Regions from separate parts of the Mus musculus genome. Here all the other regions are linked to region 2. A link is a contact called in public Hi-C data. All regions are on one chromosome and are shown on one strand. Each heading gives the region's core, a stretch centred on a gene start, on an enhancer-like site or on the middle of the called end of the contact. The rest is flanking DNA. Distances are from core to core; before and after follow the strand shown. Region 1 has its middle 24 kb from the start of Ccnd1. Region 2 has its middle 35 kb from the start of Smim38. Region 3 has its middle 42 kb from the start of Ccnd1.

The links. A called contact is a pair of places that touch in the nucleus more often than the background predicts.
Region 1: a contact with region 2 is called in a Hi-C map of bone marrow-derived macrophages, with 42 read pairs. The contact joins two enhancer-like sites. A contact is called at or near these places in 1 of 15 datasets of contacts at CTCF or cohesin (large pre-B cells), 4 of 484 Hi-C or Micro-C datasets (bone marrow-derived macrophages, cranial neural crest, embryonic fibroblasts and 1 more) and 3 of 115 datasets of contacts at active chromatin or transcription factors (embryonic fibroblasts, embryonic stem cells and pancreatic cancer cells).
Region 3: a contact with region 2 is called in a Hi-C map of bone marrow-derived macrophages, with 39 read pairs. The contact joins two enhancer-like sites. A contact is called at or near these places in 1 of 15 datasets of contacts at CTCF or cohesin (large pre-B cells), 4 of 484 Hi-C or Micro-C datasets (bone marrow-derived macrophages, embryonic fibroblasts and nephron progenitors), 3 of 115 datasets of contacts at active chromatin or transcription factors (bone marrow-derived dendritic cells, oligodendrocyte precursor cells and pancreatic cancer cells) and 3 of 9 other capture datasets (embryonic stem cells, embryonic tail and embryonic trunk).

Annotation. Positions count from the first base shown.
Region 1 is chr7:144,962,798-144,965,497 of GRCm38.p6, reverse strand. No RefSeq gene overlaps it. Among named protein-coding and RNA genes, the nearest start is that of Ccnd1, 24 kb to the right of the region's middle. Within about 2 kb of position 1,362, at least 51 of the 459 cell types and tissues checked have an H3K27ac peak or open chromatin away from gene starts, as enhancers often do. A contact at or near this core is called in bone marrow-derived macrophages and pancreatic cancer cells, where this site is marked.
Region 2 is chr7:145,241,880-145,244,579 of GRCm38.p6, reverse strand. It overlaps a transcript of Tpcn2 not described here. Among named protein-coding and RNA genes, the nearest start is that of Smim38, 35 kb to the right of the region's middle. Within about 2 kb of position 1,284, at least 19 of the 459 cell types and tissues checked have an H3K27ac peak or open chromatin away from gene starts, as enhancers often do. A contact at or near this core is called in bone marrow-derived macrophages and pancreatic cancer cells, where this site is marked.
Region 3 is chr7:144,980,436-144,983,135 of GRCm38.p6, reverse strand. No RefSeq gene overlaps it. Among named protein-coding and RNA genes, the nearest start is that of Ccnd1, 42 kb to the right of the region's middle. Within about 2 kb of position 1,280, at least 69 of the 459 cell types and tissues checked have an H3K27ac peak or open chromatin away from gene starts, as enhancers often do. A contact at or near this core is called in bone marrow-derived macrophages and pancreatic cancer cells, where this site is marked.

The DNA.
Region 1 (2,700 bases), core at 113-2,612, 280 kb after region 2:
ATCACACACTCACATGACACACACCTCCACCACTCCATTCCCTGATGTCAACCCCCAGCACATGCTACACAAGGTAGATCATGATACAGCCCTGGCTTGCATGGGAGAAGCCTGGCCTGCGGCCTGGATGGGGGTTGGGGCACTGTCTGGAGAGTTCCCAACCCCTGCTGCCCATCACTAGGGGTTCCCAAACCTCACTCTCTGCTTAGGAGTCAAAGCGTTTTCTCGCTGCAGTGTGAGTCCTTTCCCCGGCCTGAAGAGTCTCACCGCCACCACAGAGAGCCCCTGGCTTCCATCCTGGACATCGGCCCTGTGCCCTGTCCCTGGATGTCATAGACCCTGTTCGACGTCCAGTCCTCTCAGCGCACCTTCTCCTTCCCACTGGGATCCTGTGCTATTTCCCTGACCCCCCAGCAGGCTGGTTCACATGCCCTCTGTGTCCCTCAGTGCCTGACCCCCAGGGAGCCCTCTGAATCATTATCTTATATCCTTGGTGGCTTCCTCACAGCTCATACTGGTCACCATGGGGGTGGCAGTGGCTGTCTGGATATTACCAGGGCTTTGGGCTGAGATTTCCCAGACTCCCTTCTTTCTGTGACCTCCTGACACAGCTATCTCTACTGCTGTGGTTCCCCCCTAGCCTCCTCCTCAGCCCCACAAGAGCATTTCCTAGCAGGCTTCAGGCCATGACACAAGGAAGGTCCATTTTAATGGCACCTACACAGGCCTGCCATCTTTGTCTTCTCGGAATAGACTTTCAGTGATGGGAGGCAGGGCCTGCCAACCCCTCTCATCCTCCGAGACACCACCAGGCTCTATTTTATGGGTCTGAAACCTTTGGCCTGATAGTTTGCTTTGTTTCAAAAAACTGCTTGCCAAACTATGTATGGGTGATTCCACATGAGAGGACCCGCCTTGCCCCTCCCTGTGGCTATCAGGCTGGGTTGGCACAAGGCCCTCCGAGACCTGGCCTCACCCAGGGTTGGGAGCTAACAGAAGTCTTACAAAAAGGCTTGATCTCCAGATGACAAGTTCACAGTTTCCTCCCAGGGCCCCTCAAAGTGGCAAAACCACAGCTGGATAGGAAAGGGATCCTGAGACTCAAAACAGTGCAGACATCTCCCTCCCTTCGTGGAGGGACCAACCAACCCTTCATGGAGGAACCCAACCAACAATGGTGCAAGGCCCAAACAACCTGAGAAAGACTCTGGCTTCCCCAGCAGCTGCTCAGGAAATGAATTTTAACCTGCAGGGTTCCTTGTGTCTCTAGTAAGTTTTCAGCTGATAGGAGTTCTCACAGTCCCAGCCTCTTTTCCCCCTCATTTCCTATGAAGAGCTTGTTGAAACTGGAACACTGAAGAGCTGAGTCAAATTCTCAAGTTAGCTCTGGATATTCAAAGGGCATGTTCAAGTTCTTCGCATGACCCAAGACTGAATCATCCTCACTTTGGCCTCTGCCCAGTACAGTAAACTTGCATACTGTGAAATTTAAAAAAAAAAATTCTGTAACAAGTTCTACATGCTAGAGAGATTTTAGCTGACCAGTGAGATATTTAAGGATCTGTAATATATAAAGAGCTCTTGAAAAGCATGACAAAAGGTTATGTTATAACAATATATTATGTAATAATATATTGAAAAATAATATATTAACTTATACACACACTCACACATACACACACACACACACACACATATATGGAGAGAGAGAGCAACTTCAGCACTAATTAAAGAACACAAATTGAAATGTCCCAAGGACTTTTGCTTTTGGTTTTGATTTATCTATCAGATTGGCAAAGACATAAAAAGTTGGCATCATTGGTATCACTGATGGCTAGCAAGAACTTATATGGGCTCAGCAGGAGGGGTGGAGACCAGGTGGATAGGCTGATCAGAGTCTAAATCTCAGACCCTCTGTGATAACAGTTACTTACAAAGAGATAAGCTCATAAAAAAACAAAATGAACAAGGGCGTAAAGGAAGAAAGGATGGGTATTTATCCCCACACTCTTCCTAACAGTAAAGTTTAAAGCTGGGTGTGGTGGCACACACCTGCAGTCCCAGCCATTGGTAGATTGAGGAAGGGGAATCAGGGGTTCAAAGCCAGCCTCTGCTACAGAGTTCAAAGAAGATTTGGAGTGTGTCTGTGTGTGTGTTTGTGTGTGTGTCTGTGTGTGTGTGTGTGTATGTGTGTGTGTGTGTGTGTGTGAGAGAGAGAGAGAGAGAGAGAGAGAGAGAGAGAGAAAGAGAGAGAATGTGAGGGGATTAAAAACACCTTCGTTGCCCTCCAAGCCCAGAGGGATCCACAGACACTGCTTTAAATAGTTCTCATTTCCCGTTCAAAGCTCTTTCAGGCATAGATGAGACAAAAGAATATTTTTTTATTTTATTTATGGGGAGGGGGTTGGACCATGTGCTGTGATGTGTGGCGGTCAGAGGGCAAGTTGTGTGGGCTGATTCTCTCCTTCCACCATGTGGATTCCAGGGATAGAATGTGGGGTCTTAGGTTAGGTGGCAAACACCTTTACCAGTTGAGCCATCTCCCCTATCCTGGCAAAAAAGTAAGATAATTTTATAAACAAAGTGCAACATTGATCTCCAAACTTGACAAAAACTTTAGATAAATTGTTCAATGATTTATCTTATTTGTGATTGTGTATACGAGTGTATGGGTGTGTGCACATGAGCAGAGGTGCCCTC
Region 2 (2,700 bases), core at 35-2,534:
GGGGTGGGGCCCAGATGTCAGCAAACTTGGATGCCTGGCTTTGCAAACTGTGAAGGGAGACAGTCTGGTCTGTGTACCCCAGTCGGTGGTGACCTGTCATAGAGGCTTGAGGCAGCTCAGTCCTCTGTGGGTGCTTCTTACCAGCACTCATGCTGATGATGGACCCTAGGCCACCAGACTCCTGAGGTGGGACTGGAAGTCAGTAGGGACAGAGTGGCTTAAGAGACAGTTTCTGTTTCTATGTAGTGATCTAGGGAAGCAGGTTCTGTCCATGTTGGCTTGTCACTTTGTTCTGAAGTGATAGCATTGGAAGATATTTGAGCTGGGCTAGGGCTACCAGTGGGACAGAGTGCTGTCCTCTGGTGAAAACACACTGTCCTGAGCTGGAGGGGTCCACAAGCAGGCACATGCTGGCTGGTACTCACCGCTGCCTGCTTAGATGGGGATTGTTCTAGACATTGTGGGTTGATCAGCCCCTCTGGGATCTGTGGACCTTAGATAGATGATAGATAGATAGATAGGTAGATAGGTAGGTAGGTAGGTAGGTAGATAGATAGATAGATAGATAGATAGATAGATAGATAGATAGATAGATAGATGATAGATAGATCAACCTACTTAATGGTGATTCTTAGGAGATAATATCTGGGGATTTCTCCAGGCCAGGGCACTATTCTGGGCCCCTCTCCCACTGCTTCTGTTTCCTTGTGTATAATTTAGGATTGACCTCACTGAACCCTGGACCTGTAGGCACTCTGGAGAGCACAGCTCCTAAGAAAGGCTTTGGATGGTATGTAGCATCACTGAAAAATGGCTGACAGAAGCCTGGTGTGACAGGGCAGCAAGGAAGGGGCTGCATTTCTCACGGGCTCTCTACTTGGCACACAGTTTGGGGGCTCCTTGACAGCACCCCCTTCACCTCTGCATCTATACAAAGGTGCTCCGTCCTGTGTTCACCTGTCTCAATGAGCATTTTAAGCAGTGTCCCTCCCCCAGGTGAGGTGTGCACTGGGACAGCTGGCACCTGTATGCAGACCCAGATGCCATTGATGTCTGAGGCCCCAGTAGAGCCTGCTGTGGGCTGGTGTCACTGGCACCTTGTAAACCCATAGGGCACCCAGAATTGGCTTGGGTAACGGGATGTGTGCCCTTCATAGGGTCCAGCTGGTAGTATGAACTGGCACCCAGAGGTGTTTTGCATACAGGTGAGGGCCTGGGGCAGGCGCAGATTATCCAGGAGATAGGAGTCCCAGACTAGGGTACCTGAAATCCCTGATCTGTCCAGCAGAGGACAGCAGAGCTCCAGCGGCAGTGGGTGGATCCTGTCCCAGTCCGCTCACCTCCCCACTCTAAGGCTAGACTGGTGGTTACCTAAATGATCTTTCCTTCCTATTTTCATAAAGGCTTCCTTCGCGGCTGGGCAGCTTTCCTTGACTGCAAGGCCCACGTGTATTGTCCTCTCTACTGTCCCCCCTTGCCCATCTGAATGTATGTGTAGATCTTCTGGCCTAAGGGACCCCAGAAGACTGTAGGGCAGGAGTGTGTCTCCAGGACTGTCTCCTCTCCCGGCCTGGCTTGTCCCTTGGTGTTCCTCTTGTCTGATGTGGTGTGTATTTAGGGGTCCCCTATCATGGGCTTTCTCTGGCTAGAATGTGAACCTCACCAGGATAGAGATGTAGTTTACTTTTGGCCAAGTCCCAGGTGCTCAGGGAGGAACTGGTATATAGAAAGATGCCCAGGAGGTATCTGATGGGCAGACTGATAGGTGGAGAAATGTGTGGGTGTCCACTTCTGGGTCAACCACATGGTTTCCACTGTGAGCTGCCGAAGGGGTCCAGTTTGGGATGCAAATCTGGCCATGTTCTGACATATCCTCTGTCCTCTATGGACATTGGAAAGTGTAGAAGGCACTGAACCCTGAATGGGGAAATGGTTGACCTTGGGCTGGGCCAGTGTTGGAACAGACTCTGGGGTGACAGTGACCACCATGGGGACTCTGACATGTGCAGTTTAATGTGCACACATGATTATCCTTATTTCCGTTTGACAGGAAGGAACTGGAGCTCAGACCTTAATAGATACCTTCCCCACATTAACATCCCCCGCCCTTTTCTGTGTGTATCAAAGCTGATGCCTCAAGAAAACAGAAACACTGGCCATGTGCGTGGACAGAGAAACCGCGATGGTGTCACTGATGTGGTAGGCAGCTCAGACTTGGCAGGGACGGGGTGGGCGAGGGGGAGGTGTGAAGTCACTGCCTCCCTAGGGCTCAGAGTTCATGGCCCATAGAGCCCAAAGCATTTCTCTAATCAGGTACCTTCAGCATTTTTGTGAGATGCCAAGAATGTGTTTGGGGGCACCAGGGACTGGTTGGCCTTGCTTTCCCCTGGCACATAAACTACCACATAACTAAAGGGCAGGGACTCCTCGTGACCACAGCATGCAGGGCGGTGATCTCTGCTCCAGCCAGTGGTGGTGGCTGGTGGCCAATGGAGGGGAACTCCAGGCCAGGCAGGAGTCCGGGTGGTAAAATTGCCACGGGGTAGGAGACAAAAGCCCTCCTCTGAATACACTGAGGTGGACTACTGGCTTCTATTTTGTTTCCTCTCATGCCTAAGTTCTCAGTAAAGTGACAGGGATGGATTCCACATGTTGAGAGCAATTGATCTGCCCAAACTCAGGGTGATGGGTGTAGTCCTG
Region 3 (2,700 bases), core at 31-2,530, 260 kb after region 2:
TGATCCAGAACCAGCAGAAGGGCTGGAGCAGACAGGGAAGGATTGTCCTGCAGGACACAGGGCCTCTCAACTCTTTCTCTGAGGGACAAGAAGAGCCTGGCAGGGAAGGTAGGCGGAGTGGACAGGAGGGTTTGGGAGTCAGCCTCAAGCAGGAAATTCCAACAGATCAAATGCCAGCCCCTGGGTGAGGCTTTGGGTGGGGACCCATTGGCTTCTAGTCAGAAGGGGGCCTGGAACTGGGGCTGGACTTTCACTTTTACCAGCAAACTAAAGAAAGCCAAGTCTCACCGCCCTTGACTCACAGGCCACCTGCTGAGACTGACTGAGGTGGGGACCAAAGCCAGGCCCAGGAAAACAAGGGTGCCTCTGGCTCCATCTGTCTCAAGATACACTAGTCCAGCAGAAACCAGGTCAGACCACCTATGTCCCCAGAAGCTACAAACTCAAGGGTCCTTGGGCAATGTTATAGCCGAGGCACCATGTCTATGGGTAAAACAGCCCGGCTGACAAAGGAGTAAAGGATGTTTGGGGTGGGAGGGCTATGTCCACAGCCTCAGTGGGAGGAGGAACTAGTGTAGTCACATGGGTGGGAAGGTCTTCATGGGCTGTGACTTAATTTCTATTGAGATGACAGCACTTGGGAGATGGAAGCAGGGGGATCAGATTTTCAAGACCAGCCTCATCTATATAGTGAATGTGAGGCCAACCTGGGCTACATGAGAACCTGACTAAATGAACGAACAAACGAAAGAAAGAAAGACAGAAAGAGAGAGAGAGAGAGAGAGAGAGAGAGAGAGAGAGGGAGGAAGGAAGGAAGGAAAGAAGGAGGGAAGGAAGGAAGGAAGGAAGGAAGGAAGGAAGGAAGGAAGCAAGAGAAAGAGATCTTGCTATATAAACTGTCCAAGTTGATCCCAAAGCAATCCTCCTGCCTCAGATTACTAAGTGACCAAGATGACAGGTGTGCAACCAATAAACCCTTTATCTACTCAATACATTCAAACTTACTCATCTGCAAAACTTAATCCTGAAGTCCTGAAGTCTTGTCTGACCAGGCAGCTGCAACTGAGCATGTGCGCTGTGTCTCCAGGAGCCACCTCCCAGCTAGCTTCCTATTGAAAATGGACTCCCCCAGGGTAGCACCCTCTGATGATCTCCTACAGTGGGCAAACCTCTCACTGCAGAGGAAAGACGCCCCAGAGGGCATCTACAGAGAAGCCAAGAGCAGCCCCGTGTAAAACAGGAAATGGGCTAGGAAGAGGGAACTGAGAGATATTCAGTAGCCAGTCTCCCATTCACTTTCTTGCCCTTCACAGCAGCTCACCCATGCTGCCAGCCCAGGGAAGCATAGGAAGGCAGGCGCTGGGACTCTCTGCTGGCCTTGGCCAAGCAGAAAAGCCTGATGCCCACTGGCCAGCTCTCCTGGGCAACAACATGGGAATTCCCTAGGGGCTGAGCTCTGTCAGGAAGTGTTGCTGGGTCCCGGGTAGGCGCCGCTTATTCCCATAGACTTTCCCTACAGATGACCCAGGCAGGCTCCTGGTCAAGTCCACTTGGCCTGTGTGAAGGAAAAAATACCACTCCTATGAGGCAATGCTTTGCAGAGACCCAAGAGAGGGGGGCCGGCCACACCCTGACTTTTCATCCTCTCCCTCTCTTCCTTAGACCCATTCAACACCACACACACACACACACACACACACACACACACACACACACACACACACATACACACACTGTGCAACTTCTCTATTGTGTTCTCTGTGCTACTGCACACTCTGCTATGGGCCCGAGAGGCTTAGCAAAGGGCACTGGCCTTGGAAACTTTTATGCCACCAAAGGCTGTAGACACAGTCCCAAAGCCTCTACAGGGGGAATAGCTGCAGGGGACTCACAGACTGGACCTGAGGTGGCTTGACTGGAAAGAGACCCGCCACAGCAACCCCTGCTTCAGCTCTTGCCCTGCTGACATTCTGAGACAAGGAAATCTGAGGAGATGATTCAGATGCTAAATGCTCTCTGGGCAAGCATGAAGACCTGAATTTAATACCAAGAATGCATGTGGAAAAGCCAGATTTGGTCAGTGTTCTTGTAACCTTAGCTTTGGAGGGGGACTAAGGCATAGATCCCAGGGACTCTCTGGTCAGCCAGCATGGCCTAATTAATAGCCAAGTTCCAGGCCAGTGAGAGAGGTCTCAAAAAACAAACAAACAAAAAAACCTACCAATGATGGTAGCGCATGCCTTTAATCCCAACACCCAGAGTCAGAGACAGGCAAACTCGAAGAGTTGGAGGCTAGCCTGGTCTACATAGCAAATTCCAGGCCAGCCAGGACTACATAGTGAGACCTCCTAGTTTCAAATCAAAAACAAGGTGGACAACACCTGAGGGAGTAACTCCCAAGGTTGACCTCTGGCTTCGATATGGATAGTCATGGATGTGTCCCTGCACAGGAACATATGTGCACATGCATGCATGAGTGTGGGTGCACACACACACACACACACACACACACACACACACATTCTCTCCCTCTCCCTCTCCCTCTCCCTCTCTCTGTCTCCCTCCCTCTCTATCACCAGGGTGAAGAATAGATCCTAGAACTTCATAATTCATCAAAGACAGAAAGACAGTGGCCAGGACCCGTGGTCTGACCACCCTCTTTGTCTCATGCATGGAACAGTCACTTTCACCCCAGAGACC